Regions from separate parts of the Mus musculus genome. Here all the other regions are linked to region 3. A link is a contact called in public Hi-C, capture Hi-C and promoter capture Hi-C data. All regions are on one chromosome and are shown on one strand. Each heading gives the region's core, a stretch centred on a gene start, on an enhancer-like site or on the middle of the called end of the contact. The rest is flanking DNA. Distances are from core to core; before and after follow the strand shown. Region 1 holds the start of 4930573C15Rik (a long non-coding RNA gene). Region 2 holds the start of Plut (PDX1 associated lncRNA, upregulator of transcription). Region 3 holds the start of Mtif3 (mitochondrial translational initiation factor 3). Region 4 holds the start of Urad (ureidoimidazoline (2-oxo-4-hydroxy-4-carboxy-5) decarboxylase).

Region 1 (3,485 bases), core at 857-3,356, 260 kb after region 3:
CTGGGCCTCTATTTTGCGGTGGAACTCTCTCTGTCCACTCTGAGAGAGAGAGAGAGAGAGAGAGAGAGAGAGAGAGAGAGAGAGAGAGAGAGAGAGAGACAGAGACAGAGACAGAGACAGAGAGACAGAGAGAGAGACAGAGAGAGAGACAGAGAGAGAGAGAGAGAGCAGAACGCTGCAATGACCTATTTTGCGGTGGAACTCTCTCTGTCCACTCTGAGAGAGAGAGAGCAGAACGCTGCAATAACCTCAGACCTAAACATAGTCATTGCTTTTGACCCTAGAGCCAACTTGGTTTCTTGCTGGGGATTAAATCATTCAGGGAAAACATTTCCCAACAGGCTTCCCAGAATCTACTGCCGCTGCCAACATTCTTGAGCCTCATATAAACAAGATGCCCCCAGCAGAGGAGCTTTAGGGGTGGCGGAAGGGTCATATCATCTGTGTGCCAGGATCATAGACAAGATTAAGTGCTGATTTGAGTGGGAGAACGGGGCATCATTTATATGGTGGGGGAGGGGTGGGTATGTGAGGGTGGGGTACGGTAAGGGTTAGAGGGGCCAAACAGTGAGACTAGTCAGACTCCTGGCAATTCTTGGGAGGCAGACGGATTGTGAATTTTGGGTCAGCCTGGACTACATAGCAAGACCTTATGTAGTAATATAATAATAATAATAATAATAATAATAATAATAATAATAATAGCAACAACAACAACTCATCAATGAAACACTATACACAGCCAATACACAAAGATATCAAAGACATAATGTTGAATGATAAAAAGCCAGAGACTTAAGGGTACCCTGGCTGTGAATACGTTTATTTAACTTCTAAAACCAGATACCACAAATCTACAGCGCTAGACGTTCAGATAATACTTCTGTCGGAGCAAAAGGCTGAGGGGATTGACTGACTGAGTGTGGGAAGGGGATGGGGACACCAGGACACAGGAACGCTCTTCACCAACGATTGTCTGGCTGCTGCATGCACAAACATGTACACACACAACATTCTGTTAGAATGTGTGCATCTTACTATCCACATGACACCAATTTAGAAAGAAAGAAAGAAAGAAAGAAAGAAAGAAAGAAAGAAAGAGAGGGGGGAGGGAGGGAGAGAGAGAGAGAGAGAGAGAGACCATCCTTTTTAGCCACTGAGTAATATCACTGACTGGTTGTCTGCTGGTAGCATGGAACAAAGCCATAGGACAGATTCACCCAGGTACTCAATCAGCCCTTGGGCCTGGGTCAATGGGAGTGGCTATCTGCACATCTCATTTTAGCCCTAGATTTAAAAATTAATTACGTTTGTTTGTCTCCTAGGCACCACTCTTTAAAACAGTAACAATGTGGGCCAGAGAGATGGCTCAGTGGTTAAAAACACTGGCTGTTTTCACAGAGGATCTGGGTTGGGTTTCTGGCTCTCAGTTGGCACACAACCATATTAATCTCCAGATCCAGGGGGAATCTGATGCCCTCTTCTGGCCTCCTTGGGTACTGCATGCATGTGTTGCGCATAGCCACATACAGGCAAACATTCATACACGTAAAATAACCATCCCTTCATCGTACACATAAAATTGTACACATAAAACCACCCCTTCATCATACACATAATATAAAAATAATGATAAAAATCATTTTTAAAATTACAGCAATCTTTGTCCCAGCTGCCATGTGGCCCCTTTCCTAGTTTGGGGAAGGGGGCCTTCAGATTCCTTGAGAAATTCTCATTGCCCTGTGACTCTCTTACTTATGGTAGAAGTGGGGCCAGCCAGACCCTGCTGTCGTTAGCATCAGGTTGAATGGAGACGGAACGGAGCTCTGAGAGAGCTAGCTCCAGGAATGATCAATTCTCAGACATCCACTTTCCAGGAAGTGGAAGGCCTCTGGTCTGCCACGGGGCTGTGCTGGCTTGAGGGCCACTCGGGCTAAGCTGGGTATGGAAGATACTGATTACAAAGCCATTTGTAACCCGTGGTTGGGTAATATAACCATCCCTTCCTCAGCGTGCTGGCCACAGTTCTCTGCCAGGCCAGGAGTTATGGGTTTTTTATTGGTGCTACAGGGGTGATATTTGAGCAGCCTTAGCGCTTAGTCATTTCTGGTTATCAGTGAACTGTAATGTTTCAAACTGCCGGGGGGATGGTCAGAGATAAACTTGGGCCAGCTGCAGACTGAGTGGCGCCTGTGACTGGCTTCACGTGTGTTGTGGATACTCTTTCTATACATCTCTTTCCTCTTTCTCCTCCTCCTCCTCTACCCTTTCCTCCCCTCCTCCCCTTCTCCTTCTCCCCCTCCTCCTTCTCTACCACCAGCACCACCAACTCCCCCCTTCTTTTTAATAAGTTGTGGGATGATACATCATTTTTTTTAACCTAGACATATGTATAATGAAAAAAAAAACCCTCAGATGCAAAGGTGAGAGATGGTCCTATTGACAGCTGTTTCCTTCTTTGCTTTTCCTTCTCTCTTGCTTCTCAGTCATTTGGCCTAGAACAAGTGGATTTGGGGGACAGAATTGACCAGAAAAAAAAATTTTTAAGGCAGTCAGTTCAGGGCTGGAACAGGGCATGTCTCTTCAGATTTCTGAGCTCAAGGCCAGCCTGGTCTACAGAGTGAGTTCCAGGACAGCCAAGGATACACAGAGAAACCCTGTCTTGAAGCCCGCCACCCCCCCCCCCAAAAAAAAGAGAACCAAATAGACTTTGTAGCCACATCAGTCTCCTAGGTACATCACAAGGGCTGCAGGTACAGATGTTACATCGTATCCAAACAAGATGATCTCTGAGGTCCTCTAACTGCCCCGGGAAGCACACTGAAACGTCTCCAGGGGAATCTGCAGGGTAGCTCATGTTTGTGTCAGTTTGATCTCTAGCGAAGGGCATCTGGATCCTTCCTCGAGAAAACCGAGAAAACCATGGTGTGGCAGGTGAGGACCCTGAATGTCTTTAACGGCAGCACTTGAGAGGCAGAGGCAGGAGGATCTCTTTGAGTTTGAGTGCATCCTGCTCTACGTAGCATGTCCCAGACTATCAGGGGGTTACACAGTGAGACTCCCAAAGTCTTCCCCTTGACCTGCAGAGGTCTCTTATTTTATTTCAATGGTGTCTCTCACTTATGTACCTAGTAGTGCATTTGGTTGTAAGGGAGTGAGAAAAATTCCACTCTCTACAGTTAAAGGGGAAAGTCTGGCAGCTGCAAAGGGGGGAAGCAGGTCTCCAAGCAGGTCTCTGAACGTAGGGTACTGACAAGATCGTTGGACACTTTAAACCATTCATACCATTCCTGGGGCTTATGGGAACCCCTTAAACAGCACCTTTTCTCTTTGCCTTTACCCAAATAATATCTTAAAATAACCTCTGTTGCACCCCTAGTGCCAGGCTGAGTCTGAGTAGCCATCAAGGCAGACAGGCATCCAGCCATCAGGGATGGTGGTAAGCGGCTGGTTGGTGGGCTCACGTAATCACGAGACTCTCTTAC
Region 2 (3,928 bases), core at 61-2,560, 310 kb before region 3:
ACTCTTTGGAAAGCAGTTTGTGTCCTCAGGAACACAAACCTGTGTCCCCAAACCACACAGGCCTTTCCTGGTGTAGGAAAGGAAAGATACCTAACCTTAAAGAGACATCTTAAATGCCAACAACTGGCAGATTCTTCCAACTACTGCCCTCAGCTGCCTACTTTGCCAAGCCCTAATGAAAGACTATAGGGAACCTGTGCTCAGCTAGAGGAAGCCACGGGTGGGAATTAAAGTTAGAATCTGCTGGTGAGATGTTCAGAGTGCTCGATCTGACTTTTCTGGGGCTCAGTAGAACTCACCAGTAGGGATTATGAAGTTCTTTTAAGTCCAATTATTTATAAGCGGTTATTGCCATTAGCATTCATAGTCCTACTATAAGCCCTTCAGCCATTAAGCCCTTTCCAGGGGTTGTGAACCGACGAAGCACACGCAGGTGGGTTCGCTAAACCTTGCAGTCCTTCTGAAGTGGGGCCGGCTGGAGCTCTTTGCAGGTTTCTACAGGGAGAAGAGAGGGGTAGTCTGCCTCGAGTCCTGCTTGCTGATGGTCAGAAAGGATCCGCAAAGGATCCTGGTACCCAGATCTCACAGTCAGGAGGGGTCTCCAAAGTGTTCACCAAACATAGGAAAGGCTTTCTGCTTCCTCTGCTCAGATTTAACTCCCTGGCTTGTTCCTACCCTAGCCCAGAGCAGGAGTGGATAGCCAGAAAGAATCAATCTCCGGGGCTCTGCTTCGTGGTTCCTTGGCAAGGAACCCCCTTTAGGTGGAGGGTCTGTCTTTGGGCAGCCCAATGGCCAGGTCTCAGCGCCCTTTGGTCTTGGCCTTGAGAGGCCTCTGCTGCGGCCTACCTGCTCCAGCTGCTTGGAATTGCTCAGAGGTGGAGGATCTCCCCAGCAAGAGTTTGGGCCTGTTTTAAGTCAGGGTTTTTTGTTTTGTTTTGTTTTTTTTTTTTGTTTTGTTTTTTTTTTTTTTTTTTTGTTTTTTTCCTCGGTGAGAAAATGAACTAGCTAAAGGAGCCTTCCCCCTTCTTTTTCCACCCTTGAATCCTTGGTGAACCTCGTTACCCCCATACTCTCTCGGAGCTTTGCTTGGCTGCTCCTGGGATAGTGTCAGACCAGGCGCCTTAGGACCGGAGGACAACGTTGAGAATTCTCAGGGGATGGCAACTCCAGCGTCTTAACCCTTCGCTCCTGCTCCCGACAGTCAGTCGGAAAGCAAAAGAAAGAGCAGCTATTTGCAGTCCAGGTGTGACCAGAAGTGGCTGTAGACCGGAAGAGATAACATTGTGGAGCGGCGGGCACAGGCCCCCACACGAATTGGCTGCCAGCATCCGGCGGGAAGGGACCTAGGGCTTGCTCCGCTTCGCCTCTGCTGGAAGGAAGGACTTTATCACAAAGCAGGCGCCTAGGGCTAAGGAAAGCCAGGGTGTCTTGCTTCTTTGAGCCGGACAGCAGGGAGGAGGCCCCTTCTTCTGCATATTTGCTTCCTGGGACGCGGCTCCAGAGAGGACCCTTCAAACACGTTGGGTTGGTTCAAAAAGAATTGGCACCCCAGAGACCTCTGCCAACTGCCAGACTCCGAGAGAGTGAACCACCTGCCTTTCAACCCTCCCGGTGAGCACCTCGCGTTGGTACAGCCTCTCCCTGTTCACCCCCACCCCTCATCCTACTCCAGGGCCTACCTGGATGGACGCAATTTTCCTTTCCCTTCTTCCTGTGTTTCTCCTACTCCTACTGCCCCTAGGAGGCCCCGTTTCTCTAATAAGGCCACTAGGATAGAGCCGGGAAGTGAAGGGGCCTAGGGTTTCCAAGGGACTCCATCATCAGAGACATCTTGCATAACTTGCTTGGGGCCCTTGGGGTCCGGGAGTCCAGGTTCCTCTCTGCAGAAAGATCCAGAGAGTTCGGGAGTTCTGAGCCTGGCTAGGCCTCTTCTTTCTCCAGCGTGGGAGTTGGCTCCCAGGGTAAGAAAGGCTCAGGACAAGCGCAAGGAGGGAAGAGTGTTGAATGGAGAACAAGCTGCCAACATGAGTGGACTTACTGGCTTGCATAGACTTTATTCTAAGCCTGCATTATCCTTGCGGGTTTCAGAGGAACTTGTGAGAAAAGGCCCGGGGGAGTTCTTGAAGGCAGTAGCAGCCAAGTCCAGACTAGGGAAAGAGAAAGGGAGAAAGAGCCAGGCTTACCTGCCCACTGGCCTTTCCACGCGTGAGCTTTGGTGGATTTCATCCACGGGAAAGGGAGCTGGACGCGGTTGGGCTCTTCCAGGCCCCCAGGCTCGGTTCCATTCGGGAAAGGTCCGGGAGGTGGATGGGCGAGCCCGAGCTGAGCTGGAAGGTGGTGGTGGAGGTGAGCGCCAGCCGGGTCGTCGGAGGCGAGCGGGGGCACTTCGTATGGGGAGATGTCCGGAGGACTTCCCTGCTCCAGTGATCCCAGCGAGCTTGTAAACTGGGGTGGCGGCGGAGGTGGGGGCTGGCGGCCCATGTACAGGCACGCAGGGGGGTTAGCGCTGAACTCTGGCACCGGGCCCCTCTGGAATGCGCACGGGTCCTTGTAGAGCTGTGTGGCCGCGTAGTACTGCTCCTCACTGTTCATGGTGGCAGCCGGCACTTGGGGGCCAGCAGCCCCGGGTCGGAGCTACAAGCCAGGCCTTAGGCGCTGGGTGGCTCGCGGACTCTCTACGCCACCCCAGATCGCTTTGACAGTTCTCCACTGCTCTCCTGGGGAACCAGAGGCTGGCTGGGGACAAGCCGGCCGCCGTGCCATAGGCTCTGGGGCACCCCACGTGGTTTACCCTGGAGCCATCATTGGCCTGGAGGACTGCCTTAAGAAGGAGGCTTAGGTGCCCGCGAACACCTGCACTTGTTTCAATTTTCTCTCTCAGTCGCCTGATCCCTGCTTGCTGCTGTGGAGCTCTCCAAAACGGGGCGCACAAAAATACCAGAACCTTTACTCTTTACAAAACCGCTCCCAATGAGCTTAAAAAAAAAGTCTACATCTCCTCTTCCCCCTCGCTATGTTTTTTGTTTGTTTTTGGTTTTGTTTTAAGACAGGGGGTGGAGGTCTAATTTTGTAGCCTGGCTGGCCTGCAACTCAAGATGTAGTCCAGGCTGGCTTCAAACTCCTTTTCCTCCCCAGTTCTGGGGTTGCAGGTGTAAGGCACAGCGTCTAACTTTTAATTTTCTTGTATTTTTGTATAATGTATGTAAATATCAGCTCAATAATATGACTTGCAAAACGTTAGGGTGCAACTGTTGAAAAATACAGTTTTTGAGAAATGCTTGCAGAACTCAGCGCTGTAAGCCTGAAGCTGTCGTTTTTTGTTTTATTGCTCAAACTATCCCTTTATTTCGTTTTATTTTTATCTGTATCTGCGTTCCCTATACTTCTAGCCTTCTGACTGTTAGGTCTGGGGGGGGGGGAATCACAGTGGCTTATGTTTTTTCTTAAGTTGAAGTTATTAGATTTAATTTTGGGGATTGGAACTTATTTGATTAACTCAGAACACACTCCCAAATGTGCGGAAGGCACAGAGAAGTGTTGCCTTTGTGGTTGAGCAGTTGGGCAAGGGGTTGGCACCGGGTTTTCAGATCTGTGACCATCCTGGCGTCTTTAGTGGAATTTCTAGTCTCTAGTCGTCCCGTCCCCCCCCCCCCGCACAGAAAACCCATTTTTCATGTTGTTGAAACAGGGCAGGCAGCTGGGCAAGGCTGTGGGGTGCGCAGAAATCGCGATTAAAATGCTGCATATTGAGGATGTCTGTGCCTGGCCTCCATCTGTCAGATACTCTGGATACTGGGGGTGAGGGGGGCGCAGCCTTTAAGTCAGTTACTTTAATGTGGGTGTGCACAGCGCTGGCAAGGATAGACTAACTGCCAGTGATCACCGTGTTTCTTGTCTGGAGTTGATATGACCCAGGCTGCTGACTCAT
Region 3 (3,813 bases), core at 40-2,539:
GTTCACAACCATCCGTAATGAGATCTGATGCCCTCTTTTGGGGTGTCTGAAGTGTACTTATATATAATGAATAAATAAATCTTTTTAAAAATGGGTAGTGATGGCAGTGTATCATGAGGGTGTCTTGAGGATTAAACTAACTCAATACAGGCTAAGTGTTTAGAACTGTGGTGCTTATGGAAACTTTATCACAAATGTGAGCACTTACAACTGTTATGGACCTGTCTATCCAAGAGGTGGTCTCCACACTTTATTTGCACAACTATGCTTCTATCGTCCCATGGAGGACTAATGCTGGCAGAATAAAAAGTATCTGTAATTCTTCATTTCACTTAGGAATGGCTGACATGCAGAGCCCAGCCCTGGCCTTTGGATCATAAAGAATTGCTTCAGCTTTTGCCTGTCACAGATACAAGGCTCATGGGCCAGAGGCTGTGATCTGATGAAGAAAGGGAGACTTGGATGCGGCTCTAAAGCTATTTAAGGATGACCCAGGTTCCTCACCTGCAATAAAAGGATGGTATTTTGATGTACCAGTAATAGTTGCAATCAGATATTACCCTGATTGAGTTATTTGGTGAGGATTAAACAAGACAAGATGTATAAATTATATGTTATAGACACGTAGTCTGTAAATGAGGGACATTCAGCGGCTTCTCTAAGGAGTTCCCTGTTGAAGAATGGGGAAAAGCAGGGACTTAACGCCAAAGTAGGGGACAGTCAACAGCTTGGTAACAAGGGTGCAGGGCCCCAATAGCCTGAAAGTGCAACACCCAGGGGCTCGAAGTTTCTGACCATCCTCTTGCCTGACTCTGGCCAATGCGGTCAATCATCCCACATGTGGGTGGTCTGTTATGATTTCTCCCAGTTCTGACAGTAATCGAACCTGAATCCATCTCTTTTTCTCAGAAGAGAGCAATCTTGAGAGCGAGGGTTGCACCCTGCTACCCAGCTAGAGCTTCCACTAAACCAGATCCGCAGGTGGCAATAGTTTAACACCGCCCTGCAGTTGTCTAGCACTGTAGAAGGCATTATTCAACATTATTAATGTAACTGGCGGAAGCGATGCAGTGACTGTTCCAGGGACTCTATATTTTAGCGTTCACTTGGCCTTTGGAGCAGCAGGTTAGTAGCAAATCTCTCAGTTTCACTCAGGCCTGCTGCACGATTCTTTTTTTTTTTTTTTTTTTTTTTTTTTTTTTTGTCGGAGGGCTTTATTCCATTAGTGGAATCCGCAGGCCGCAGCTGCACCCTCCCTTTAAGGGACTCAGGAAGTTCCGCCTGCTACGGAAGCCGACGCGGTGCTCCGGCGGAGTCCAGGTACGGACCTGCTAGTTCTTCCTGCTCGCCTACCCCGGCCCAGGTAACGCTGAGGTGAGGGCTTGGCGACGGGGCTGAGGTGGGAATGCATGTCCTGGGAACATTCTGTGCAGAGAGCCCTCCGTGGACGTGGGGTGGCGGCAGCACCAGCCTTCGGAGTCGAGACCAGTTGCCGAGCTGCCAATAATCACTTGCTCGCCAGCCTAGCCAGTTTCGCTGTTTGTGTGCGCGCGCACGCTCCTTCCACGGATTTGGGGGGCAAGGTGGGGGCGTAGGACAACTGGCATCCTGGTGGCATGGCGTCCTGGTGGGCGTGTCTGCTGCGGACCCCTTGTGAGCGTTTTGGGATTTTTTTTTCCTTTAATTTTTGATGTTTTTGCAACAGGGTCTCACTATTTATCTCTGGCTGTCCTGAAACGCACTCGGTAGACCAGTCTGACCTCAAACCTATAGAAATCCTCCTGCCTCTACCTCCGAAGTGCTGGGATTAAAGGCGTGCACCGCTCGCCGTGTCAGGACTTTTGAAATTCCTTCCGGAATTGAAGGTGAGAGAATTCAGTCATAGGATGAAGCCAACGTCATTTTCGCAAAATATGGATTCTACTAGAACCCATCCTTTCCTTCGGGAGTGAATATAAGCCCTCAATATGTCAATGTGAGCTTGTGATTATGAAGTGTAACGATTCAGAAAAAAAGTAAAGAAATAAGTGGTAGAAATAAGCTCCCGTCAGGCCATATCCCGTCAGGAATAAAGCCTTATCCCTCGGAGGCAGAGGCAGAGGCAGGCTGATCTGTGAATTGGAGGCCAGCCTGGTCTCCATAGTGAGATCCTGTCTCAGAGAGAAGGAAAGAAAAAAGAAATCAGTATCATTAGGTTGAAGAGCTGCTCAGTAGGCAAGGCAGAGTTCAGTGTCTGGAACCTAAAGGTGGAAGGAGAAAACTCAGTCCACAAGGTTGTCCTTTGACCTCCACACTGGCACCATGGCATGGGTGCCCAGACACATCAGACAGACAGGCAGACAGACACACAAGCACCCTTACCCACTGAGCCATCTGGCTGGCCCTGAATCTTTGCTTAGTATTAGATAGTGTAGGCTGTGAGCATAGTCAACACGTTTCCGAGTTAACTGATACAGTTTCATAATTTTTAGTGTTGTGAAGGCTGCACTGATGAATAGTGTTAGTGTGTTTAGGCTCACTTTAGAAATTATTGGAACTCCCGTACTAATCACAAGCCATAATTTATTATTTATTATTACTGTTGTTGTTGATATTGTATTAGGAAACTCAAGTTTGGAACTCAAGTAGCAATTTTAAAAATAAAACATTGTAATACATTACAGCTTAGAGATACTCTAATTGGGTTCATACTGAAGAATGTTAGCAGAAAAGTATTGAAAGGTTTTTTTGTTTGTTTGTTTTTTGTTTTTGTTTTTTTTCGAGTCAGGGTTTCTCTGTGTAGCCCTCCTGTCCTGGAACTCTGTAGACCAAACTGCCCTTGAACTCAGAAATCCACCTGCCTCTGCCTCCCGAGTGCTGGGATTAAAGGTGTGCGCCACCACTGCCTGCCTGTATTAAAAGTTTTAAGAGCAGAAGACGGTGGGAACCATAAAACGTTGCAGTTGATATTCTGCTGGGGCCTTGAATTATCAAAACATGTGTGAGCTGTACTTGGCACTCATTGCCGTTTGAGACAGTGAGAACCTTGGAGATTTTGGTTTGACCAAAACTAGAGAAATAAGTAGATTAGTGTTACAGAAGTCTTCAGAATTTTACATTTGTAAAACCCTTACTTGTGGTTCTTTTACACACAGGCTGTGAAGCTAATGGTATGTATGTGTGTAGGTACATAGTAATATGTGTGCCCAGTTTGCTTTCTATTGCTTCGAGAACTACCATAGCAAAAAAGCAGACTACTTGGAGAGGAAAGGGTTGATTGGGCTAGCTGGTCCAAATCATAGTTCACCACTGAGGGAAGTCAGGGCAGGAACCTGGAGGCAGAAACCAAAACAAGACCACAGAGGAACACTGCTCACTGGCTGGCTCCCCGTGGCCTCTCAGCCTGCTTTTTCACACCACCCAGGAAGGGTAGTGCCCACAGCGGGTTGGATCTCCTACTACAGTAGTCATTACTCAGGAGAACGCTCCACTGACTTGCCAGGTGACTCTAGCTTGTGTGAGGTTGACAAAGCACCAGCCAGGATAATGCACAGAGCCAGTGTGGCCGTTCAGTTCAGTAGGATGACACATGGACACTGCAGGCTGGATTCATCGCAGGGACATGACCACTGAGCTACTACTTCTTCCGGGCATCAATTCCTGTTTCTTTGTTTTCTTTACACATTAATTACAAAAATCACTTGAACAAAGCAAAGAATGGGAAGATGAGCTAACTGACACCCATGTTCAGATTCGGCAAATGTCGCCATAATCGCACTTTGTAACTCCCATTTCCAGCCGAGCCATTTCAGAAGGACACGTGTCATGATCCTA
Region 4 (3,688 bases), core at 560-3,059, 360 kb before region 3:
AGGTCATGTGAGGGGAGCCTGTGATTGGGATGTAGAGTGAATAATTAGAACTGTCTGTAACAGACACACATTCAGGCAAGACACCAATGCACATAAAAGAATAAATCATTAAAAAATAATAAATACGCCGGGCGGTGGTGGTGCCCGCCTTTAATCCCAGCACTTGGGAGGCAGAGGCAGGCCGATTTCTGAGTCCGAGGCCAGCCTGGTCTACAAAGTGAATTCCAGGACAGCCAGGGCTATACAGAGAAACCCTGTCTTGAACAACAACAACAACAACAACAACAACAACAACAACAATAACATGGGGGGGGGGGGAGCCAGAGACGACCAGAATGTCTGCTGCTAGATAGTGCCTTTTAGACAGGAATAGGGAAGTCTCACCGGTCTAATCTCACCAACATAGTTGTCCAGACCTGTATAATGACATCACCGGCTGACATGCCAATACGGATGGGGAAAACTTTACAAGGTTTCACCCCCTTTAACATCCTTTAGCCTGTAGGCTAAGGCCACCCCTTCAAGCAGTGCTTTATAGTGATTGTACCAGCAGGGGGCGCCCGAGCACCACAGTTTCCGAAACAGAGTGTCAAACACCAGGTTTGACTTGTTACTGCCCCTTGGTACCTAGAAGGGCAAATATTGGGCGAAAGGAAAACAAGGCGTCTTTGGGGAGAATTTGTCCAGGGTGCAATCGTTTCTGGACTCGCGATAATGAGCGCTTTTCGTGCTTGTTCCTAGTCCCACACTGAGTTCTCCTGAGATCAGAGCCCCTCTCCTTCCCACACACTAGGGCAGGGGCGCCTCTCTTTGTGGCGCATGCCCCTACCCCACCCCCTTGCTGTGGTCTGTGGTCTTTCTAATCTTTTCTAGGCTGTTTCCCCTCCCCGCTCCCCCCTCCATCCCCCACCCCACCCCTACCCCGTGAAGAACACCACCAGTAACAGCCTTAGATAAACTGCTGCTGTGATAAAACACTTACCAAAAACAATCTAGGGAAGGCAAAGGTTTGTTTCAGTTTATAGTTTATAGGCTGTTGTTGAAAGAATCCAAGCCAAGAACTCAAGGTGAGAACCTGGAAGGCAGATTCAACCCTCTCTTCTTGGGCACAAACACACACACACACACACACACACACACACACGCTTGTACACATACAAAATACACCTAATTAAAAAAATATTTTTTTAAACGAGAGAAGATAGCACACTCCACCAGAGGCACCTTACCCTGTTCTGTTTACACTAATTAAGTCTATGTGGTGTTAAGCATTTAGAGTTCAAAGAAAGATTAAAACGCAGTGCCTGTGCTCTAGAGCAACAGCAAGGACAGATGAGGTGCTTGTGAGTTACCGTGTGGGTGCTGGGGACAGAACCAGGGTTGTCCCTGAGGACACTGTCCTGGTAATCCAGGCAGGTCACAGGGCCACCTGTTTGGTCTGCATGTGGTACACAGATTACATGCAGGTAAAAGCATACGTGCACACAGACAAGATGGTAATGGCACCAAGTGTCTGTCTCATTACATACGGCCACCGCCGCCACCTCTTGTTATGGCAATGCCTCGGGTGGAATCATTCTTTCTGCAGAAGTCTCTGCTCTCCTGATCATAGCCTTAAGCGGAGGTGGCGGATAGCTCAGTATTCGGGTGCTCCTCGAGCATGCGTGAGACCCTGGGTTCTGTCTCCAGCACACATATTACCCCTACCACCAACAAAACAGTTAAACCTGTGTTTCTCATCGCAGGACCGTTCTGGATAAGCTCCTCCCAGAGATATTTAAACCAGGGTCAGCTGCCCTTGCACAGGGCCAGCATGTGTGTTCAGCAAACACAACCCATGAGGAGGAATTAGCTCACTCGCTCGATGAGAGCGGACCACAGGCAGGGCAGAACACTGCCTCCAGTCCAGGATCAGCCATGGACATGGTGAAGGTCAATTCCATGGACTTCGGAGAATTTGTGGATGTGTTTGGGAACATTGTTGAGAAATGCCCTCTGATTGCCGCTGCTGTCTGGTCCCAGCGTCCATTCTCTGGCTTGGAAGACTTAGAAAATCACTTTTTTGCCTTTATTGATGCTCTCCCGAGATCAGGTAAGACTTCAGGACCGTGTGCGCGAAGTCATTTTCAATATTGTATATAAAAATATTTTAGATTACTTTAGCCTCCTTACTCAGTTATTTAGCCGGGATTATTAGAAGGATCAGTAGACATCCTTTCAAACGCTAGTCTCTTGAAGGTGGACACAAGAACATGGGGGCGGGATGGGCAAGGTAGCATGGATGGCCGAGGACAGCGGAGGCAGAGGGAGGACAATCTCTGAGGTCGAGACCAGCCTGATCTAGAGCGAGTTCCAGGACGGCCAGGGCTATTGGAGGTCAAGAATGGGAACAGGGCAAAGGCCTTGGTGACTCAGAAGCTGAAGGCCCACTTTGGCAATGCCCTGGATGAAAGAGAGGATAGCGAGGACCTCCCAGGGACCCCAGAGAGGAACGGGAAGCGCTGAGCGATTTTCAAAAAAAAAGGGCCGGTTTGGACCAGACAAGGATGCATTCATTTAGATCCCAAGACTCTTTGCAGAGAGAAGTAAAATGGGAGCAAAGCAATGTTTTCTGGGGAGAGTGGGCCACAGGGTGGGGAGAAGAGGGGGTAGAGGTTTATTCAGGATGGCACAGCGGCCGAAGGTCCAAAGGTACATAGTCCCTGTTCATAGGCTACTATGGGTTCTGAGAATAAACCCGACATGCCCTTGGGGAACAAAGTCAGAGGGTAGGAGTCACCTGCCCTTGAGACTGTTCTTAGTCTTCGGTCAGGAGGGTGGTCTCAGGACAGAGCAGGCACTCGCAGCTGCGTTCAGTATGGCTGTGACACTCTGTGGATTCTCAGACTCCTCTGTATGGCTGCCTATGAGAACTTACAGAGGAAGAGCACAGGTCCAGGTTATAAAATCAAGCTGAGGACTGGAGAGATGGCTCAGCAGTTAGGAGCACTGGCTGCTCTTCCAGTGGACTGGAGATCAATTTTAAGCACACATTCCCCACCCCCCAAAGATGCTCGCAAAGGCGTCTAACTCCAGGATCTGGTGTCCTGCTCTGGCCTCCGTAAACACCAAGGACACATGTGATGTGCAGACATACATGCAAACAAAACACTCAAATATGTGAAATTTAAGTGTGTGTGTGTGTGTGTGTGTGTGTGTGTGTGTGTCTATCTGTCTGTCTATCTGTATGTATGTTTGCAAATCAACTAATCAACTCAGGGTCTTTCTTGCTTATCCTGGGCACTCTACCACTAAGATGTACTCAATCTTTTTCACAATGTTTCTAGAACAGAGAGAGAGAGAAGAGGAGAGGAGAGGAGAGGAGAGGAGAGGAGAGGAGAGGAGAGGAGAGGAGAGGAGAGGAGAGGAGAGGAGAGGAGAGGAGAGGAGAGTCTCAATGTATTTGAAGGGTCATTTAAAAATCCTTAATGGGAAGTGGTGGTGAACACTGAGAAGGCAGAGGCAGGCAGATTTCTGAGTTCAAGAACAGCCTGTTTTACAGACTGAGTTCCAGGACAGCCAGGGCGCTCTCTATACAGAGAAACCGTGTCTTGAAAACAAAAACAAACAAACAAAAATCCAACATGCCTGTGCATGCCAAGTGTACCACATACACGCAGATGCCTACAGAGCCAGAGGAGGGCGGCAG

The links. Promoter capture Hi-C pulls out the DNA fragments that hold promoters and counts their contacts. A called contact is a pair of places that touch in the nucleus more often than the background predicts. Capture Hi-C pulls out chosen DNA fragments and counts their contacts.
Region 1: a contact with region 3 is called in a Hi-C map of the G1E-ER4 cell line, with 2.5 times the contacts expected there. The contact joins the promoter of 4930573C15Rik here to the promoter of Mtif3 in region 3. A contact is called at or near these places in 17 of 39 promoter capture datasets (the 3T3-L1 cell line, 3T3-L1-derived adipocytes, the C10 cell line and 11 more), 2 of 484 Hi-C or Micro-C datasets (the Ba/F3 cell line and the G1E-ER4 cell line), 5 of 115 datasets of contacts at active chromatin or transcription factors (acute myeloid leukemia, embryonic limb bud, embryonic stem cells and 2 more) and 3 of 9 other capture datasets (adipose tissue, liver and pancreatic islet).
Region 2: a contact with region 3 is called in a promoter capture Hi-C map of hippocampal neurons, with 6 times the contacts expected there. The contact joins the promoter of Plut here to the promoter of Mtif3 in region 3. A contact is called at or near these places in 25 of 39 promoter capture datasets (3T3-L1-derived adipocytes, the C10 cell line, the HPC-7 cell line and 15 more), 1 of 484 Hi-C or Micro-C datasets (nephron progenitors), 10 of 115 datasets of contacts at active chromatin or transcription factors (craniofacial prominence, embryonic basal ganglia, embryonic forebrain and 6 more) and 5 of 9 other capture datasets (adipose tissue, embryonic stem cells, liver and 2 more).
Region 4: a capture Hi-C map of macrophages shows a contact between it and region 3, with 6 times the contacts expected there. The contact joins the promoter of Urad here to the promoter of Mtif3 in region 3. A contact is called at or near these places in 23 of 39 promoter capture datasets (the 3T3-L1 cell line, 3T3-L1-derived adipocytes, the C10 cell line and 15 more), 4 of 484 Hi-C or Micro-C datasets (B cells, bone marrow-derived macrophages, liver and 1 more), 19 of 115 datasets of contacts at active chromatin or transcription factors (the 230-238 cell line, T-cell acute lymphoblastic leukemia, bone marrow-derived macrophages and 14 more) and 4 of 9 other capture datasets (adipose tissue, liver, macrophages and 1 more).

The regions. Positions count from the first base shown.
Region 1 is chr5:146,702,458-146,705,942 of GRCm38.p6, reverse strand. It overlaps 4930573C15Rik (a long non-coding RNA gene), which reads right to left and starts at 2,106. Exons shown (of 2, transcript XR_868703.2): 1 at 1,756-2,106.
Region 2 is chr5:147,268,903-147,272,830 of GRCm38.p6, reverse strand. It overlaps Plut (PDX1 associated lncRNA, upregulator of transcription), which reads left to right and starts at 1,310. Exons shown (of 6, transcript NR_038157.1): 1 at 1,310-1,611. It overlaps Pdx1 (pancreatic and duodenal homeobox 1), which reads right to left and starts at 2,734. Exons shown (of 2, transcript NM_008814.4): 1 at 2,184-2,734. The coding sequence starts at 2,592.
Region 3 is chr5:146,961,273-146,965,085 of GRCm38.p6, reverse strand. Mtif3 (mitochondrial translational initiation factor 3) reads left to right here and starts at 1,289. Exons shown (of 4, transcript NM_001256102.1): 1 at 1,289-1,363.
Region 4 is chr5:147,320,561-147,324,248 of GRCm38.p6, reverse strand. Urad (ureidoimidazoline (2-oxo-4-hydroxy-4-carboxy-5) decarboxylase) reads left to right here and starts at 1,809. Exons shown (of 2, transcript NM_001039678.2): 1 at 1,809-2,092. The coding sequence starts at 1,918.